2 separate regions of the Pan troglodytes genome follow, and region 1 is linked to region 2. A link is a contact called in public HiChIP or PLAC-seq data. All regions are on one chromosome and are shown on one strand. The core of a region is the stretch at or near the end of the contact, and the rest is flanking DNA. Distances in the headings are between cores, read along the strand shown.

Region 1 (5,319 bases), core at 410-2,909, 490 kb before region 2:
GTACTACAGTCTCTCAGGCTTCAGAACAGAACCTGGTAGAATCTTTTCCTCTTTGGAACACAAGTTCATGACAATATCTCAGAGATTCTAAGACTCGTTGTTTCCCAGTTCATGGCAATATCTCAGAGATTCTAAGACTCGTTGTTTCTGACATGTTTACATCTCTGAATTCAAGATGTGTCTCAGGCCGGGCGCGGTGGCTCATGCCTGTAATCCCAGCATTTTGGGAGGTCGAGGCGGGTGAATCATTTGAGGTCACGAGTTCAACACCAGCCTTGCCAAAATGGTGAAACCTCCTCTCTACTAAAAATACAAAAATTAGCTGGGCATGGTGGCGCATGCCTGTAATCTCAGCTCCTCGGGAGGCTGAGGGAGGAGAATCGCTTGAACCGGGAGGCGGAAATTGCAGTGGGCCGAGATTGCGCCTCTGCACTCCAGTCTGGGAGACAGAGTGAGACCCTGTCTCAAAAAAAAAAAAAGGAAAAAGATGTGGCTTAAAGGTGCCTTACATATCAGCGGTATGGCATAGTTTCATTGGCAGCCTTTGTTTTCTTTCTTGGGTAACATAAAACAATGTAAGTCTATGATTTTTTTTAGAGCTGCTATGAAATATATTAATAATAAGGATTATATAGGTCAAACTCTATTGCTTATTCATTTCAATGTATCCAGCTTATCAGAATGCCTTCTGATTTCTTGTTAAGAAAATGTAATGAGATGAGAATAGCTTAAGAAAAAAATCCTTAGTTCTGGGCTACAAGGGAAAATGAGTTATGACCCAAGTTTAATTATTACAGAAAGCTTTCTCATTTGCCTTCATTGTGATCAGGGTTTGAGTATGATCTTTATTCTACCTCCCTTACTTCTGTATAGTTATTTCATTAGGCGGCTAGAGGGTTCTTCGGATCATGGCTAAAAAAGAAAGCAAAAGGTTAAGTCCTAGAGTTAAGGAATTAGGAAAAAAAAATTAAGGCATTAGAAAAAAAATCAAGAATTAGGCTTTATTTTAAAAAATGGAACAAACTGTCAAATTCCTGCGTACCCGTTTAAACTGTCACCAACCTAACACACTGTAAAACTTAATGACTGTAAAACTGGCAGCAGGATCCTGAACATAACAAGGAACAAAAATAAGTTTGCTAGGCTGTTTTCATCCCAACATGATTGAAATACACCGTTTCCTAAAAAAAAAACCTCTAATGAGGAAAGCAGTAAATTAAATGCCACGGTTAATGTGCCACTAGAAATAGGAACAAGTAGTTTAGTTACCGAATGCTTCTTAGGCCATACACTCTACACCACGATGCGTTCTTTTTTCTGTTTCGCTAAAGCTTTCACCAAGCCTAAGGCTGGAGAGGGGTCCTAACTGAGCCCTGACCAGACCAGGGAGCCCTACTGTGCAATCTCCTCAGGTTAGGAAGGGCCCGGTACGACCGGCCCAGAAGGCCTGGCCGATCAACAGGCGCTGGGCCGACGGTGGTGGGCTCGCTTCCTGAGGCTGCCCTTGGGCATGCGGAAGGGGACTGGCTGGCGATAACACCCTGGCGAAGCAAGGTGGACAGTGACTCCCGCCCGGTTCGAGCCCGCCTAGCAGGGGAAGCAACTCCACCGCCGCCTCCGCGCACCGTCACGTGACGGGAAGAGGGCGTGGCCGAAGCCCGTGATCCGGGGGGCGGGCGGGGCACGGGGAGGGCGCTAGAATGTGAAGGATCTTGGCGGTTCTGGGTTCCCAGAAAGGCGGCGACGCGGCGGATGACAACATTAGGCCGCGACGCGCTCCTGGCCAGGCGGCGGCTGTAGTGTTAGCTTTGGACGCCGCAGTAGCCGCTGCCGGTAGCAAGCCGACTGAGGGAAGGTGGGGGTCCGCCCTGGCTGGTGGACCTCGGGGCCGAAAGTTCCCGCCCCGCTCGGGGGCTGAGCCGGCAGTGCCTCCGCGGCCACTGGGCAGCGCCCTTCGTCCAGGCTCGCGCCCCAGCTGCCGCCGACGACAGCGGCCGAGAGAAGTTGGGGTCTGACTAGACGCTTACGGGGCCCCGGACCCCGGCGCCGCGGCGACCTCGGAGGAACCGGCTCCTTGCGTCCCGCCTCCCTGGGAGCTCCGCACGGGTGAGTGTTGCTCCATTCCTGAGGTTGGGGTGCTGGGTTCGCACCCCTCAGGGCGACTGCGCACCCTTATTGCCACGTTCTGAGCTCGGGCTGTCGGGGACTGCTGGCCACCCCCGCCGAGGAGTTCTTTGGCTCCTTTGTTCCCTTTTGGAGTAGGGGGATTCGAAAGGCTGGCAGGGTGGAGTGTTTAGGGGCCCACAGTAGGTGCATCTGCAGCCTTACAAAAGCCGCGGCAGGGGAACGGGGGTGGGAGGCTGTTGGAGCATTTCGACCGCCCCGGGTGTCTGTCCCTCCTGAAGTTTGATAGGTTGATGGCATGGGCCTCGTTGGGAGCCCCCGCGCCCAGGAGAGCTGGCGCTTTGTCGCTCGGTGCGGTTAAGGCGAGGCTCCTTTTTTTCCTGTGACAGCCCCAGAGGAGGCTGTGCCGCGCACCGCAGACCGCACCCGCCTTTGCAGAGCCAAGCGACACGGTGTTGTTCCTCTAAGCCTCAGTTTTCCCGGCCTTCTTGTAACGTAGGAGGAAAGCCAAGCCTTTGCTGTGCTTTTAAATTTAATGTTTGTTTCTAAGCCCTCTCTCAAGAGTGGAATCAGGTTCCAAGGAGCCTGCTTTAGGTTCCATGCAGCATGCTTTAGGTTCATTGAACCACCCACTCAAGACTGGCTGAGGCGAAGCAACAGTATATGCAGATTTTCCATTCACAAAAGTCATTTAACACTCTTCTTTATGAGACACATCTGCGTTGCAGAACGTAACCTAATTTCATTTTATTTAAATGCTTTCTGAAATAATAGATAACTTGGACAACGTAAACAGATGGGTAAACTTTAACTGATAATGTAAGTATATATGCATTAAATAAAAAATTTAATGATGTTTTTGCCTTTCTGCTGCTAGAAGACTTAAATGACGTCTGAGTAGTAATACAGTGTCTCCTGCATGGCAGTTAAGTTTTTCCCAAAATTAGTGCTGCTTTTGAAATAATCCTTTAAAACAGTTTTTGCCTCCCTTCGTATCTAGAGAGAGCAAGAATTATGGAGAATCGTGGGTGAATTGATTGTTAAATTTTGCTAATTTCCTAGAGTTTCATCTAAACTTGATTTTGCTGAGAGGCTATGATCAGTTTCTATGCTTACTAGAACCTGTTTTGCAGTGAAATTATTAAGATCATGCTAGTTTTATAAAATAGGTTGGAAAAGGAAAAGTAAGGCCATGCAATTTAAAACTGTTCTCTATAAAAGTACAACTAATTTCAAATGTTTGTTACTTTTATTTTTTTTTATATTAACCGTGTATGGAATGACTATAATATACCTGCTCAAAGGGCTGAGAAAGGGAATAGATGAAACTTAAGCTACCTTTTGGGTCTTTAATTATGGACATCAAGTTATTGCGGTCACATTCCATGTCAACCTTTTGAACAGCAATACCGTGTACACAGGTGCTTAGAAATGCCTGTTTAATTAAAAATGGCCATGGTTTATTTCTCTTTGATTGAATCATAATAGTTATTGAATCTCTGATCTGTGGAAAGATGCTACTATATTTTCCTTAGAAGGTTATTGCATTTTAAAGACAGTCAAATATGTTTTTTATAACACATTCAGGGTACTTATACATTTGTCAATATTCAGTTCCTTGGTTCATTTAAAAATTGAAAGCCTTAGAAAACACTTTGGGGATAAATTTACAATTGTGTATAATGAATTTATGTTTTAGTTTGCTTTAAGAAAAATGATGAAATTATGAATTTGTAAAATATGCATTACAAAAGGATTTTTTTTTTTTTTTAAGACTGTCTCACTCTGTATCCCAGGCTGGAGTGCAGTGGTGCAACTTGGCTCATGCAGCCTCTGCCACCTGGGTTCAAGAGATTCTTATGCTTCAGCCTCCTGAGTAGCTGGGATTACAGGTGCGTGCCACCATGCCAGGCTAATTTTTGTATTTTTATTAGAGATGGGGTTTCACCATGTTGGCCAGGCTGGTCTCCAACTCCTGGCCTCAAGAACCGCCCGCCTCAGCCTCCCAAAGTGCTGGGATTACAGTCATGAGCCACTGTGTCTGGCGGATCTTTCGTTTAAAAGTATGAATTGCAGAATTTTAACCAGTGTTAGTACATTTCAACTTGGCTTTGGTTTGTAAATAATCCTTCAAAAGTAGATTACTTGAATTAAGGCATTAAAGACAAGAATTGATACAGTACATAGATCTAGTTTTCTAATATTAATTTGGAAAACTTTTATCCTAATATTATCCTAATAACAATGCCTGAAATGTCATGTTGTAATGTTTGTATTATATTGAAAGTTAAAAACATTTATAGCAATGTTCTTGGAGCATCAGGCAATTCAAAGAGGACATAGGTCCTGCCTTAATCTTACAAATAATGACCTGCAAATAAGACAGAAACACAACTTGAATAAAAAAGCCTTTGAGAGGCCAGGCCCGGTGGCTCACGCCTGTAATGCTAGCACTTTGGGAGGCTGAGGTGGGCAGATCATGAGGTCAGAAGTTCAAGACCCGCCTGGCCAACATGGTGAAACCCCGTCTCTACTAAAAATACAAAAAAATTAGCTGGGCGTGGCAGTGCATGCCTGTAATCCCAGCTACTTGGGAGGCTGAGGCAGGAGAATCGCATGAACCCAGGAGACAGAGATTGCAAGGAGCCAAGATCATGTCACTGCACTCCAGCCTGGGCGATAGAGCAAGACTCAGTCTCAAAAAACACCAAAAAAACAAAAAGCCTCTGAGAAATATACAATTTTTAGTGAAGGTGGCTGGGTACAAGGAGATTAGTAGAAGTGCTTGACTGGAGCAATTGTGGCCAAAGTATAGCTTCCTTGTGATGAGACACAGGAAGAGATGTCTAGACTCATGTTGTGTGCATATTTCATGGCAGTATGTGGGAAACTCCTGAGAGATTTTAGATCTATCTTTCTTCCCACCTTGGTCCCCATCCCTCACATATCCTCACAAAGTCATAAAATTCTCATGTGGAAGGCGTGATAGAAGGAATTTTTCTTCCTGAAAAGTGTTATCAAGCTTGCAAGGGAGAGAGCTATTTTCGGAGACCTTATAGGGAAGAAATCCTAGTCCTAGAGCATCATATTCTTATACCCTGTTATTTTTACCTTTGTCGAAGATCCAGATAATGTAAATTCTCCATGATAGCAAGGACCTTGTCTGTTTTGCTCACCATTGAATCTCCAAATGCT
Region 2 (5,609 bases), core at 799-3,298:
TTCAAAAGACTATATTACAAAGGCATGCATTATTAGAAATATTTTATTGTTTAGTTTCTTAGATTGGCTAGGATACACTGAAAAAAGAAGAGGAAGCTGGAGAAAAGGGGGAAAGAGCATATGTACTGGTAATGATAACACCTAAGTTATAGGGGTTGGTGGGGGGGTGGTGAAACCTAAAAAATCCAGAGCCTTCATGAGCGAAGTGCCAAAAATTGATGAGGCTCTCTGGTGTGGGATAAAAACCATCACAAAAGCTAACTTCTCAATTTTGTCTCAGAAATTCTGCTACCATAAAGATTTATGGAAAGAAAGTGAAAGTTATTTAGTTCATTTTAATATGCTAATTACCTTGCATCGTGCACAGCTTTGATTAAAATGCAACATTCCTGAAGTTCTTATTGAAATTAATGTGTCAAATTTATGTTCAAACTGAGCACTGGTCTACCTTGTTTATGTATAGTGGGTTCTTCCTGAAGATCCATTATTGATGCTATTATGCACCTTGTAGCATTACATCAGTGTTGAGAAGGGTGTACAGGAATAGGCTATGAGAACAACAAAGGAATTGTATATGAAAAACTAAAATGAATGAATAAACAGAGTCATCTGCAGTATAGAGTGGGAAAGGCAAATAATTTCAATGAGGTTCTGGAGGGCCAAGGAAAACATTGTATCCCCTAAAATGGAAGATATAGTTGCTAAATGTGTGGATTACAATAGGGGATTCTAGGCAGTTTGAAGTTTCAATAAATGCAAGATTTAGAGAAGAGGTTCTCAAACTTTGTGGTCTTAGGATTCCTTTACACTCCTTTAAAAGTTGAGGACCCCAAAGAACTTTTATGTGCATTACTGATACTGATATTTATATCAGAAATTAAAAGCGAGAAATTTTAAGAGTATTTCATTTAAAAACAATAAAGCAATCAAATATTAACAAAAAATAATTTTTATATGAAAAATAACTACTCCCCCTTGCCCCCAAATCGAGTTTTTGCAAATCTCTTTAACGTCTGGTTTAACCGCAGATGACTGGATTCTCCTATCTGCTTCTATTTTCAGTCTGTTTCCTTATCACATGTCACGTAGCCTCCGGAAAACCCCACTGTACACTTGTGAGAGAATGAGAATGCAAAAGGCAGTCTTGACATTAATATGGAAATAGTTTTGACCTTCCCCATGAAAGGGTCTGGGGACCCTCAGACCATACTCTGAGAACAACTTTTTTAGTTAGTATTAGTCAATTCATCATCACTTGAAAATTAGCTATGAGGTTTTACAAGCCTGAGGATTTAATGTGATTTACTTTTTCAGAAAGATGAAACAACGGACGTACTGAGTGTCCTCATTATAACGCATCCAGAGAATGCACAAATATGCCATTTTCATCCGTCAAAAGAACTGAAGCCGAACTGACGGACTGTACATCAGTTACGAGGATGTGGCGGGGGGTTGGGGGGCAAAGGATGACGAGCACCCCCTAAAGGCGCGGAGACCCGCTGGCATAGGAGAAGCAAAACTGTCAGAAGAGGCCGCCGAAGTGGTCTAGAGGAAAAAACTGTTTTTCTTAGGCGGGGAGGGAAAATGGTTACCGGGGGCCGGCGAGTTGCAGGAATTAGGCCTTGACAGGGAGCGTCCGCCGTCTAGGCTGCGGCGAGCGAGGGACCAGGCGACTGGCGCCAGCCCTGAGCGTTCCCAGCACAACGCCGAAGGGGGCGGGGCGGGCCGGGCGCCGGGGACGCGGGCCAGGCCTTCCCCACAACTGATGGGGTTGAAATTTCCTTTCCGGCTCAGCAGGGAGAAAAGATATGGTGGGGTGCTTAACAGAGGAGGTTAGACACCGGCGGGAACCAGAGGAGCCCAAGCGCGGCGTCTGGGCCTCGGGGCTGCAGGAGTCCTCGGTGGGGGTATGGAGGTCGCCGGGGAAGGAGGACGGTTCAGTTGCTAGGCAACCCGGCCTGGACCCGCCTCTCGCTCGCGTTGCTGGGAGACTACAAGGCCGGGAGGAGGGCGGCGAAAGGGCCCTACGTGCTGACGCTAATTGTATATGAGCGCGAGCGGCGGGCTCTTGGGTCTTTTTTAGCGCCATCTGCTCGCGGCGCCGCCTCCTGCTCCTCCCGCTGCCGCTGCCGCCCTGAGTCACTGCCTGCGCAGCTCCGGCCGCCTGGCTCCCCATACTAGTCGCCGGTAACGGATGGGGGCCTGGAAGGGAAGGGGGAACGTGGTGTTGGCTGGGCGGCCTGCGCAGATGGGAGGGCCGGAGGGATGGAGGGACTGGGAGCCGGGAGTCGGGGCCGCTGGCCGCCCGTGGCCTCCGGGGTCGTCCTGTGAGGTCGGACAGGACCGCGGAGTCCGGACCCCGGAGCCTGAGAGGGGCCCCGGGGCCGACCAGCGCTTTTATCGGGGACGGCTGAGGCGACGTAGGGGTTGGCGCGGCCTGGAGGCCTAAGGTTCTCTGAGCTCCACCGTCTTTTCCGCGTGGACCGGAGCGAGGCCGCGGTGACGCCCGGGTGCCCTGAGACTCGGCTGCGCCGCGAGGACCGGGAGGCCCCCGGCGTACGGGCCGGGCCGAGTGCAGAGCCGGCCGCCTCTTGGACACCCCCCTGCTTTTCCCTCAAAAATAATACCAGGAGGGAGGCCGCTGGGAGATGAAAAGAACGGCGGAGGCTGCGAATTCCGACGGGAGGGAGGGGCTGTGGAGGGACGAGGCCCCGAGGCGGGGAGGGGGCGGGGGAGGCTGCGACGCTCCCGGGCTCTCCGCCCATTGGGGGCGGCCGCGCGGGGAGGGGAAACCCCCGGCGGCTTCGCCCCACACGTGGTAATGGGCCTCATGGCCACTGGCTGGGCCTGGTTGGAGACCCTTGCCCTCGGGCTGTGCTTACTTTGAAAGTTGTAGAGACGGTGGAATGTGAAAAGGAAGGGTAAGCGAGTAAGCCCTGTCCCTGGGTTTCAAACTCTTCCCTGCTTCTCTTTGGTCTTAATGTTTTTATTGGTACCAGAGATTGTGGATGTTAGCTGATGATAAGGAAGGGCCTCCACTGCTAGTATTTTAAAAAGTTAACGCGTATATAGCGCTTATATTAACTGTTATTAGCAAAAGGTTGTTATTGTGTTTCCCAGGTACTGTTAGATGGGTGTCTTGATCAGGGTTTTTTATTTGGGGAGTATTGATCTAATCGATCTAAACCCCTAAACCAAGCTTGTCCAACCCGCGGCCCAGGACGGCTTTAAATGTGGCCCAACACAAATTCATGAGGTTTTTTTTTTTTTTTTTTTTTTTTTTTTTTTTTTTGGAAGGAAAAAAAAAAAAGCTCATCAGCTAGTTAATGTATTTTACGTGTGGCCCAAGACAGTTCTAGTGTGGCCTAGGGAAGCCAAAAGATCGGACCACCCCTGCAAACGGTTCTTAGATGAAAATAAAATGTTTGGCCCTTTATGACTTCAATTGTTCTTGGCTGTCTTATAAATTAGTTCCTTTATTGAAGTCACTAGAATAAGATACTTAACGGTTTCCTTTTTAAGATTGGAGGTGGGATGGAATGAGGTGTTAGTATAAACTTAGCCAAGTTTGTAGCCTGCAACCTTGTCAATGAACCCCACTGCCCTAAAGATCTGGGGGATGGCAGTGTAGGGGGGCTGGGACTGAGGTCCTATCTGGGAAGGCTAGACTTTGAGAGTGCAAAAAGGATGAACCAGGCGCAGGATGTCCTCAAGGAGCCCGTATTTTAGACGGTCACTGATCAGTTTTGAAACAACTACATTTTAAAAATCTCACTGCTACATTTGAAGATATCCCACTGCTGCATTTTAAAATTTACACTGCTTGCCTGGTTTCACAAGAGCTGTAAAATGAAATTTGGCCTTTTGAAAATAGGTGGATTCAAAACATCTTTGGAAACGAGTATCTGGGTCCTCTTTTTTTGGTCAGCTTAAATTAATACTCCTATACTTACTTTGGAAGTAATATACATTACCTTTGATTGAATAAGGGAAAAACCTTTTATGTATAGGGTACCATTTAAAAATCGAAGGGAAATAAATGACTTTTACAGTTATTTTCAAGGCACTCTTGTGTTTCAAGCTTGTTTGAAGTTGCCCAAGTTTAAATAAATGGCCTAAATCTATAGTTTAGTTCTAAGAATACTGTCCTTTGGAGAATGTATGGAACTAAACCCTGGTAGGTGGACTTGGACATCTTCTGTCATAAAACCTGACTTTCATAGGTTCTCCCTCCAAGTCAACATTATGTTAGTAAATAGAAATTTACAAGTTTTCACTATACCAATTTGAATATCCTTCTAAATTTTATCTGCTACAAAGTGCCTATTTTTATATTAGGCCCATTGATTTGCAGAATTATAAAGCTAATACTGAATATGGTAAATACTGCACTTGGCCTTTAATGAGATTTTTGAAACGAATACCTGTACCATAACTAATGTAATCCAAAATGCCATCTCATTTTATTCAGCTTGCTCCTGTTGGCTCCTGGTAAAACTGAGTTGATTCTAAATTCTCAAAATATGTTCAAAACTAAGGGTCTTTTTGTAGAAGGGGCTAAAGAAGCAGTATCTGTTGGACTTCAAAGGTCTGAAGATTTCAAAATACAATATTTTATTCACTTCTTGGTTGTAAATTTGAAACAAAGGATTAGAGAGAATGACTCATCAATATCAAAATATTAATGATCAGTGTATTCAGATCTTCAAGTTTAATCAAACCTGTAATTACTAGTGTTCTCAGTTTATTCTTTGGGTAACTATCTAGCACCTGTATGGACATGTATCTTATGTCATGAGCAAAAGAGGCAAATTGGTTGCTTAGATGTAGAATGTTAAATTGTGATGAGAGCTATAAAGGAAGGAAAGGGTAAAGGGGTCAAAGAGTAATACAGCGTTTACACAAAGGAACATGTTATAATTGATGATTTTAAGTTCCATTTCAAACTAGTTTCATCTAAATAAGTTTTTGGGCAGAATAGGGGTTAGAAGGAGAGAGTTGTTACTTTACACCTATCCATATGTAAGTCGTTTAGCACAATGACTGCAGAACATTAGAGTACATTACTGGGCTTGCCATAGAAATTGGCTTCTATACCTTTGGTTACCAACTCTGCCTTTTACTTCCTGCATATTTGTATATATTTTTACTTATTCAGAAGTTTTGTACATTTTAATTTTTATTGGGAAACAGGGTTATATATATTTTTTCCTTGTGGAGACAGGCTCTTGCTGTGTTGCCCTGGCTGGTCTTAAATGCCTCACCTCAAGCGATCTTGCCTTGGCCTCCCAAAGTGCTGAGTGTATGGGTGTGAGCCACACCTGTCTAGAGTTATAATTTCAGTCTTGGAATTATTTTCTAAAGAGGGTACAGAAGAGCATAACAGGGATAAATAATGTAATAGGCAACACTGATTGATTATTCAGGCATTGTTTTAAATTGTGTGTATTATTAGCTCATTTAATTTACTTAGAGACAGGTAGCATCAACATTTTAACAAGGAAAAAAAAATAGGTGTGGAGTGGTTAGATAACCCGTCCATGGGTTACGTACGTGAGCAGTGATAACTTATGATGAAATAATTTTTATCCTGGTTTTGAAAGAATGTT

What was found. HiChIP or PLAC-seq counts read pairs in DNA pulled down with a chosen protein or histone mark.
Region 1: a contact with region 2 is called in an H3K4me3 HiChIP or PLAC-seq map of stem cell-derived excitatory neurons, with 2.6 times the contacts expected there. The contact joins the promoter of ZDHHC17 here to the promoter of NAP1L1 in region 2. A contact is called at or near these places in 1 of 7 Hi-C or Micro-C datasets (stem cell-derived neural progenitor cells) and 1 of 1 datasets of contacts at active chromatin or transcription factors (stem cell-derived excitatory neurons).

What each region holds. Positions count from the first base shown.
Region 1 is chr10:83,334,049-83,339,367 of NHGRI_mPanTro3-v2.0_pri, reverse strand. It overlaps ZDHHC17 (zinc finger DHHC-type palmitoyltransferase 17), which reads right to left and starts at 1,659. Exons shown (of 19, transcript XM_063785938.1): 1 at 1,270-1,659. It overlaps OSBPL8 (oxysterol binding protein like 8), which reads left to right and starts at 1,511. Exons shown (of 24, transcript XM_509228.9): 1 at 1,511-2,106.
Region 2 is chr10:82,845,603-82,851,211 of NHGRI_mPanTro3-v2.0_pri, reverse strand. It overlaps NAP1L1 (nucleosome assembly protein 1 like 1), which reads left to right and starts at 2,048. Exons shown (of 13, transcript XR_010148088.1): 1 at 2,048-2,187.